3 separate regions of the Pan troglodytes genome follow, and all the other regions are linked to region 2. A link is a contact called in public Hi-C data. All regions are on one chromosome and are shown on one strand. The core of a region is the stretch at or near the end of the contact, and the rest is flanking DNA. Distances in the headings are between cores, read along the strand shown. Region 1 overlaps SIPA1L2 (signal induced proliferation associated 1 like 2). Region 2 holds the start of SIPA1L2 (signal induced proliferation associated 1 like 2). Region 3 overlaps SIPA1L2 (signal induced proliferation associated 1 like 2).

Region 1 (2,901 bases), core at 327-2,826, 160 kb before region 2:
TTGTAGTTTAAGCTCTAGAAGACAAAGTCCAAGAGAGGGTACAGGTTTGCTGAAAAGTCCTACACTATCACCCCGGCGGGCTTCAGCTTGTATCCTGTGCTCCCACAGTAAAGTAACGTGCATTTCTGCAACAAAAATACAGAACACTGTCATTCTGGTGAGCAATAATACAAACCAATTAACTGAACCCTGGCCGTTTAAAATGCAATTCAGAAACACAGAATTCAACTGGATTAATAACCAGAAGCCCAATCATTCGTAATTTTATAAATCACAAATCTGGCAGGGGGAATGACGCTCAGAGCAGTAACACTTGACCAACGCCTTTACTTTTGATGTTCCTTCTGCCAAGAATGCCCCCTTCCCTCCAGGTTTCTCCCAGACAATGCAGTTGTCTCTGTAGACCCCACCTCATCTGAAAGAAACTTCCTATTTCCCGGGCCTATTTCTATTACACTGGTTGTTGTACTGTCTCCTAATGGTTGGTTTACTTCTTCTGCATCAGGTCATAACCTTCATGAGGGCACAGAAGTGTCATAGTGACTTTCAGTTTCCTAGTTTCTAATGGTGTGCAGGCAAAGGAGGTACCCAATACACATTTGTTTAACAAATAAATAATCCAAATATACACTTACTGACACATCACATTATGCATTAAAATTGTGACCACTTCTTTCCTATGAACACATGCCAATAAATCCACATAAAGGCACTCGGTAAGCTTATGCAAGTGAAGGCATAGATTTGTGCTCTCAAAAGTTTGTGATCTTCAGTTTTAATACATACAACAATCCTTACACAACTTGGTGATGTCATTGCTGGAATGTGACAATCTCAGATAGTAAATCTCTTTTTACTAGCAATATGAAAGACCACGACCTTACCCTTAAATTTATTTGGCACCTACAGTGCATATTCCAAATAAAGACCATTAAGTTCAACTTTTAAAGCCTTTTAAACTCAGATACAAAAAGGATTTCATTGTCAGGTCCCTGACTTGTGATTTAGCATGATAAAAGGCCTGGAAAAGTGGGAATGAAATGTTCATTCTTTCAGAGTTTTCTACAGGCCAGTTAAACTGCTGATTCATATGCTGAGAAATTCCTACTTAAATCCCCATGGTCAAAGTTATAAACACACAAAAATCATCTTACTGTCTGAGTGAAGTCTGGAAACATACATTAGTACATCATAATACAGACCCAATGAGCCACCTCATTTAAATATGTAGTTTTAAAAAAGTTTGCTAGATATTTAAAATGTGCCATTTCAAATGCATGTAAATAATCAGTGAAAACTATCTTTGGCAAGGACATTCTTTACTCTTTTCTCCAAAAATTGAAATACATGATTCATAGGCATTGTAATGAGACAAGGAAAAATCAGGAATAGTTTTTAAAAATATGCCCATCATTGTGTTCAATGTATCTGTAGACTACAAAACACAGCAGTTCATACTCTACTTTATTCAGTGCCCTTGAAACACAGGAATTCTCAGACTGTCAAAAGATGGAGCTCACTTTGGCCAAGGCCAGGCAGTGAGTTCAGCGCCTCCTACTTCCTGAGTGATTGCCGGTGTGGCTTCACGTTGGCCAGCCCTCTCCATTAAACACAGGGTGCAGGGAGGGCCTTGTTAGTCAGTGCTTCATGGCTGTTGAGACTGCAACAGCAAATTGCACAGTTATTCCTGTCCAATTTCTTTTCCTCCTGAAGGAACATGTTGGGTCTGATTCTATACTTCACCACAGGACTATTTAAAGCACAAGTTAAAGCACAAGTTAAAGTCTGGTTACCTTGACAACATGCCAAACCACTGTTGTCCCTTTCTAGACACATTCTTTTGCTTTGTAAAATGGGCCAAAAAATGTTTTCAAAAGTCTAGTTAATTTAACCATGGCCACATAATGCACTTTGTAGAAAAAAATAAACGATTGGAGGCGGGAACAAGAAGATTCATTAGGAAGGGTAAAATCTAAAGCTCTTTGAAGGAGAATATAATAAGAAAAATGAACACTATCCATTAATAGGATGCTTGAATTTGCTTCAGAGACTAAAGAAAATATCTGGAAAATTAACAGAAATATTATTCATTTTTCTGTTTTAGGACTTTGTCAAACATGAAATAAGTAATTTCTTGAACTTCTTAAAGGCAAATGTTTTCTTTAGTATTTAGTTTATGCTTTTTTCTAACTGGTCAATGAAATTCTATACAATCAGAGTCTGTAAATGGGGGAAAGGGATGGCAAACCACAAACGAACGCAGGCTGGCAAAACCTGAGGGTACTATTTGTTTGAGGGAATTGTAGGAATGACATCTTCTGGGGCGAACTTCTTTCTAGGTATGTAAAGCTAATGACAATTTTCAGTGATGTCAAGAGAACCAACTTATTAGTGTCTTCAACTGCAACAGTGAGTTAATAAATATTGTATTAGATAGATTTACATAGTCATTTCTACTAAATTTCTAACACTCGATTCCAGCTGTGAAACAGGAATAAGCTCTTGTTATGACAAGGAAAGAGAAAATGTGAGTCTTCACCCAACTCCATGGCAAAAGCATATAGATGCTACAGAAATACCATATATCCATATATGGCCATAGGTTTAGCCTCAGTTCCTTAAACAAACCGGGATCTCACAAGACCAGTTTTAACTTAGTGCAAAAATACAGTAAGATAGAAGGAGTATGTTCTAATTATTCAACAGTACAGTAGGGAAACTGTCATTAGCAGCAATTTATTGTGTATTTCAAAACAGCTGCAAAAAAATTTGAAATGTTCTCAACACAAAGATAAGTGTTTGTGGTAACAGATATGCCAATTACTCTGATGTGATCAATACATATTGTATGCAGGTATCAAAATACAGAGTGTAACCCCAAAATATGTACAACTATTATAT
Region 2 (2,915 bases), core at 176-2,675:
CAGGCCAGAGTCATCTTGGGCTGAATTAATTTAACTCAAGCAGGTTAATGATGACAAATATCTCCCACAGGGGTAATGCCAAGTTGTTCTCTCTTTCCGAGAAGCCTCGGCTCTCTCTTGCAGATGATGAGCCGAAATTGATTCTTTGGGTTTGCTGCACGGCTGAAAATTAATCTGTAGGTGTTCCTAGGGATATTCCCAGGACGTGGGCAAACTACCCTCACTGACACGGGAAGACCCGGAGAGGCCCAGGAGCTGGCAAAGTGGGAAGAAAGGTCGCGGCGAGTGAGAAGAGCGCTCGCCGGAGGCTCACGGTCTTACAAAGAGGGATCCGTCCCGGTGAGGGCGCGCGCTCCGGGCGCACCCCCTCTAGAAGGGGAATGAGCCCCGCAGCAAGTTCGGCGTCAGCCGGCCAAGCGCGCCGGGGAAGCTGCGTCGGGCAACCGCGAGCCCTTCCAGAGAGCGTTAGTCAGAGCGGAGTTCTGGGCACCTGGAGGAGATCCTCCTCAGTGCCTGTGTCGCCGAGACGGGAATAACCTTTCAGCCGATCGATAACTTGGAGAGAACAGGCGGCGGCGGCTCCTCTTCCAGCCGGGGATCGGGAGCGCGGGCGCATCTGCGTCTACAAGCCGGACCCTGCGCCGCGCCCCTCGCACCCCTCGCCGCCGTCAGCCCCCCAAAGCGCCCCGAAGGGCATCCCCTTCCCCTTCGGGACAGTCCCCGCCTGGCCGCAGGCATCCCGAACCGACCCTCGCCACGCTGCCCGTCGGATTCCCCGACACGAACCTTCGCAACGCCGTCCGCCGGGACCTGCTACAGCCTGTGCGCCCCGGGCGGCGCGTACCCGGGCTGCCGCCTCGCCGCCCGCCGTTGCCCCGGGCTGCCCATCGGCCCGGACTCTCCCCGCGCCGGGCTCCGGCGGAGGCGGCCCGGACCCGCCGGCTGCGGCTGGAGCTCTCGGCCTGCGCTCGGGCGGCCGGCGGGGGCGCGGTGCTCCTCCTCCGTCCTCCTCCTCCTCTCGCTCCGCCAGCTCCTCCCGGGCTCCCAGTCTGCCGCGCCGGCTCCCGATGCCACCGCCCGCCCGCCCAGCGGCACCGCCCCCCGCCCGCTCTGCGGGCTCCCATTGGTAGCTGCCTGCAGGCCCCCTCGGCCCCGCCCCACGATTGGGCGCGGACGCCGTCAGTCTCACCGTCCGCCCGGCTCCGGGCGCAGCCGGTGCGCTGTTCCCAGGCCCCGCGGCGCGCGGGAGCTGCGCGTCCAGGAGGGGCCCGGACGCCCTTCTTGGGGAGGGGGCTGCGGGGCGCATCATGAGCCGCGCTGGGCGAGCTCGAGGGCCGGGCAGCCTACCTGGACCCCGGCTTCTAGAGAGCCGTCGCCGTCCTTGTCGGGACTCGCTTTCGCCCCTCTGAGGAATAAGTTAAAAACCGCGAGTCTGGTTCTGAGCCGCCCCCTGGCGCAGGCGCGACCCCACCCGGCCCTCCCGTCTCCCAACTTGGGACAGACGCGGCGGCCGGGCGGTCGGATCCGTGAGCCTCGGCCGTTGGGGCTACATACACAGCCCAGGACGCCACAGAATCGCCGAGGCCCCGCGAACGCCCAAACGGCCGCAAGTCGAAGTGATCCCATCTGAAGAAGACAGCGCGAGGAAGCGAGACCCTGCTGTGTGCCGGCCCCCGGAGGGCGCCCCGGGCCCTGTGGGTCGGAGGGTGGGGAAGCACAGAGAAACACGCAGGCAGTAAAACGTTAGGAGGACAGGGGGTGCCAGCGTGCAGGAAATGCTGCTAAGAGACCTTTAGGAGCCAGGGGGAAAACGGAGAGATTGGCAGTTCCAGGCACCCACATCCCAGCGCGGTCCGCTCACCCCTTCCTCCCTGCCCTCCAGGCAGCGCTCAGCCCACGGTAGAAATGTCTTGCATCTTTTTTCTGACGAGGAAGAATTGAACTTTTTATACCCAACTTTTCTGCTTTCTTAGAAATGTTGACTCACCTGTGAGGAAGCATTATTTGAAACTATTATTGTAAATTGCTTGACATTTGAATTAGATGCTGAAAGATTAAAGGGTCTCAGAAGAATCTTTTAAGCTAGACTGGAATTGACTCTGCCTAAATGGACAGCAACAGTCATCTATACGCAGGAATAATAAAGCAGGTGGAGGCAGCCTCTAACTTACCTTCCAGCCACACCGTAGAATTTCCTGAGCAGGCTTTTTTGTCAGAGTTTTGAGCTGGGTTCCCTGAGACTGGATTGGGGCTTTCAGTTTCTCCCCTTCTAGAGTCAGACTTCTTCCTGAAGAAAAAGTGTTCTCTCTACTTCCCTATCACAAACACTTCCTAGAACACAGCCCTGTTAAAAGGTAAATAGAGGCGGTCCTTCCCACACTATATTTCTCTGTGATCTGAAGCATGTACACATTATACAATCTTTCGTATCTTTTTAAATTATAGGTATAATCTGTGGGATTAGGTATAACTAAACAGGTCAAGAAGCAATCCTGTGACATAATACAATTCCTGAGCACTCCAGGTTTTGATGAGTTTCCCAATTGTCACCCCATTATCAGCATTTACAAGATTGTCATGTATTCATTTAACAAACATTTATGAAGCCGGGCGCGGTGGCTCAAGCCTGTAATCCCAGCACTTTGGGAGGCTGAGGCGGGAGGATCACAAGGTCAGGAGATCAGGATCTTCCTGGCTAACACGGTGAAACCCAGTCTCTACTAAAAATACAAAAAATAGCCGGGCGTGGTGGCAGGCGCCTGTGGTGGCAGGCGCCTGTAGTCCCAGCTACTCGGGTGGCTGAGGCAAGAGGATGGTGTGAACCCGGGATGTGGAGCTCGCAGTGAGCCGGGATCATGCCACTGCACGCCAGCCTGGGTGACAGAGTGAGACTCCGTCTCAAAAAACAAAACAAA
Region 3 (3,042 bases), core at 264-2,763, 190 kb before region 2:
TTTACTTAATAATAATAATAATAACACAAAACTCTATTTGTGATGCCAATGACATCTGTCCAAAAAGGTGTCATGAAATCAGCTCTTTTACAAATCATCTCAACTTTGAACTAGATGTTAGCAGGTTGTGCAATCCCGAGATGGTCTCCACAGTATGACCACTATTCCTGAAATTAAGCCAGGAATAATTCAGATAACCAAATTCACTGATAATCCTTAATTATTGTATTAGTTATTAGTACTAAACCTATTTTAAGTCAAATTATTAAATAGAACTGGTAAAAAAAAGTAGTAGGAATGTCTATTTTGAAAATAATCTTCATATCCTAAGCTCCCTCTGCATGGTGGACACATATGATTTCTACTCTCTGGCATCCACTCCCCCTTCTCCAGGTCAAATAATGTCCTGCTTCTCTTCTGGGGCAGTGGCTGTATTTGCCATTCCTCAGCTGTACGGCTTGGTGACAGGGACTGACCCCCAGCCCAGGCTGAGGGCCCCGAGTGCCGTAGACGATGCTACCCCCTAACCACATGATTAGAGCTAGGAACATGTGAGGAGATACGGGGGTGGTGTGGGGGCGGGGGTTGGCTTTGGAGAGGGCAGAAACCTGTTTCTTCTGCAGAAATTAGAAAAAAACCACTTTCTACCTGGGGACAGACGAGCGTGACTGTGGGAGGTCTGCAGGTGGCACAGCTGTTTTCAGCCAAGAGAAGAATGCTGAGATTTTGGGAAATGGTCATGTGGAGTGGGAAGATGGAGGCAACCTGGTCCTGGGCAGTATCATTTTGAGACGCTGGGTCAAGCAGAACCTTGAAAGTGCTAGACTTGTTGTTTACATAAGCCCCAATATGACCCTGGTGGCATGAACCAAACAGCATGGAGTTTCTTTAACTTGTAATGTAAAGGTCCCTGAATGACACTCAGTATCCCCTGGCAGTGGTGGGGTGAGGGGGGACTTTGAAGGGGAGCCTGAGGAACATAAAAAGCCTTTCACTGTGACCGCTACAGGTCTGCCTTGAGCACCATCATTTGGAGAAATGCTCCCTCATAGCACTAGGTACCTGCAAGAAATATTCCCATCCTTAGTTCATCTGACTCTGCCCTCCAGCATTGTGGGCAGGAGTCAGAGAGTAACTTGGAGCTGAATCAGGGAAGGCCTTGGAAACAAGCAGAAAAATGACAGTGGTAGTTGCTATAAATAGTTAAATTCTGTCCACAGCCAAACTGAATAAATGCATTTCTTTGTCCTTTGCCTAGTCTTTGAAAGTGAAGGCAGAAATCGCAAATTAGGTATTTTAAAACCACTGCAGAGAAGTATGTCAAACAGGAGTTTAAAACCACTCATGAGGAGATATTAAACATCTACACTTAGAGTACTTAGAATACAGTTCCTTTACACTTAGCTAGTCTTTACTGAATGAACCCCAGCTGCAGAGCTGAACACACTTTCATTGTTATACACATGATCTCAGGCCTCCCCTGCTGTCAGGGCCGTAGGAACAGGGAGGAAGTGTGTGCATGCCCTCACGGCAGGGAGCTACATGTGCTCCACGCACATGCTGCCTTCATGGCTTCCTACTACTACGGTCTGAAGATTAGTGAGTGCCACCCCTTCTCCAAAACACGTAGGGACAACAGGTTGAATTAGGAGAGAGACATAAGTGGCCTGACTAGAGCGATTAATATCTCTATTGACTTTTCACTCAAACTTAATAGGAAAAAAAAAACACCAACAAGGGACTTGTTAACATGCAAGCTTTGACATTTTCATATTGTAGAAACAAGCCCTTCCTCTGATGTCAGACAGCTAGGAAAAATTACACCAACCTACCTGATGCCCCTACTGCTTACAGTTCAGGCTTCTGCCCTATCGCAGCAGGCAGGGCCCAGGTGGCACCAGCAGGTACTACTCTGCAGTGCTGTGGGGCTTACCTGGAATGAGAGGATATCTCACTGAGATCGCCCATGCTGCCTTCCGCAGCACTGCCGGCGGAGATGGCGGACGCGTAGCCATGCACAGAATATAACTTGGCTGGCTCGTCGTCAGGCCCAGAGACGTCGGCAGCATCAGCCCACTGCTCGGCCCGGCTGTGGATCAGGGACCTGCTGCCTGCCAGGTGCACAGGGCCGAGGATGGTGGCAGGCATGCACGGGGCCGTGTCGATGCCACTGTCGGTGGAGGCCCCTTTGATGTAGGTCAGCCCCAGTAATTCGGGGTCCATCAGGTCGCCAGACCCAAAGTGCTTGTCGTCACTGTTGCTGGAGGTGTTGCTGGAGAGCGTGTTGCTGCTGGAGTGACTGGAGCAACTTTTATCCCCAATCTTGAGAAGAAAGAGGAACAGAGGGTTTTCAAGTGAATCTTGAACTCAGGTGCTTCTCACCCTGACTCAGGGAGCTACAAGCCATGGGATCGCACCCAAGCCCTTTCTACTCACTCTTCAATGTGGGTAATGACAGGATTTTCCTTTTTCAAAAACAACCTGGTTTTGTGCAGAAGTCTCTAATTCATACTTCTTCCCATAATTTATCTAAGTTAAATGGGTATCTTTAAGTCTTTAATTATTTGTGCATTAAGCACAAAACTATGGCCACAGTGTCACTAGCAAAGAAAATAATAAACAAAGGTGATATAAACTGGGAAGAAACATGGGAAATTAATACAAGGAAGAGAAGGGCCACTTATTAAGAAAATGCTTCATGACAAATTATAGTGCCAGCCTCGAGTTCAGGGCAGAAGACTTAGGTTCCAGTCACAAAGGTAGGACTTTCTGGTTAATCACTTAACCCTCTCTGTGCTTGTAATACCGAGCTTACATGATTCCTGTGTGAAGCAAATGAGATAATATATGCAGAAGCACTCGGCTGCTGCAAAGTACACGGTAAACGCGAAGTATCTCTCTGAGACAGCCCCAGTTAAAGTGCGTCCCAAGCCTTTAAGAAATGGGAGTCTATTGAGAGTAAATAGGTCTGAAAAAGAGTCAATGCTTTTGGCTGGGGTGGGGAGTCTCTGGAAGACAAAAAGCAAATAGAATAGAAGAAAT

The links. A called contact is a pair of places that touch in the nucleus more often than the background predicts.
Region 1: a Hi-C map of stem cell-derived neural progenitor cells shows a contact between it and region 2, with 5 times the contacts expected there. The contact joins the enhancer-like site here to the promoter of SIPA1L2 in region 2. A contact is called at or near these places in 1 of 7 Hi-C or Micro-C datasets (stem cell-derived neural progenitor cells) and 1 of 1 datasets of contacts at active chromatin or transcription factors (stem cell-derived excitatory neurons).
Region 3: a contact with region 2 is called in a Hi-C map of stem cell-derived neural progenitor cells, with 7 times the contacts expected there. The contact joins the enhancer-like site here to the promoter of SIPA1L2 in region 2. A contact is called at or near these places in 1 of 7 Hi-C or Micro-C datasets (stem cell-derived neural progenitor cells) and 1 of 1 datasets of contacts at active chromatin or transcription factors (stem cell-derived excitatory neurons).

What each region holds. Positions count from the first base shown.
Region 1 is chr1:16,713,411-16,716,311 of NHGRI_mPanTro3-v2.0_pri, reverse strand. The region is part of intron 6 of SIPA1L2 (signal induced proliferation associated 1 like 2); the gene reads right to left. Among named protein-coding and RNA genes, the nearest start is that of SIPA1L2, 160 kb to the right of the region's middle. Within about 2 kb of position 1,576, at least 4 of the 24 cell types and tissues checked have an H3K27ac peak or open chromatin away from gene starts, as enhancers often do. A contact at or near this core is called in stem cell-derived neural progenitor cells, where this site is marked.
Region 2 is chr1:16,557,495-16,560,409 of NHGRI_mPanTro3-v2.0_pri, reverse strand. SIPA1L2 (signal induced proliferation associated 1 like 2) reads right to left here and starts at 1,425. Exons shown (of 21, transcript XM_063790534.1): 1 at 1,348-1,425.
Region 3 is chr1:16,747,977-16,751,018 of NHGRI_mPanTro3-v2.0_pri, reverse strand. SIPA1L2 (signal induced proliferation associated 1 like 2) reads right to left here. Exons shown (of 21, transcript XM_063790534.1): 14 at 1,934-2,322. Among named protein-coding and RNA genes, the nearest start is that of SIPA1L2, 190 kb to the right of the region's middle. Within about 2 kb of position 1,513, at least 6 of the 24 cell types and tissues checked have an H3K27ac peak or open chromatin away from gene starts, as enhancers often do. A contact at or near this core is called in stem cell-derived neural progenitor cells, where this site is marked.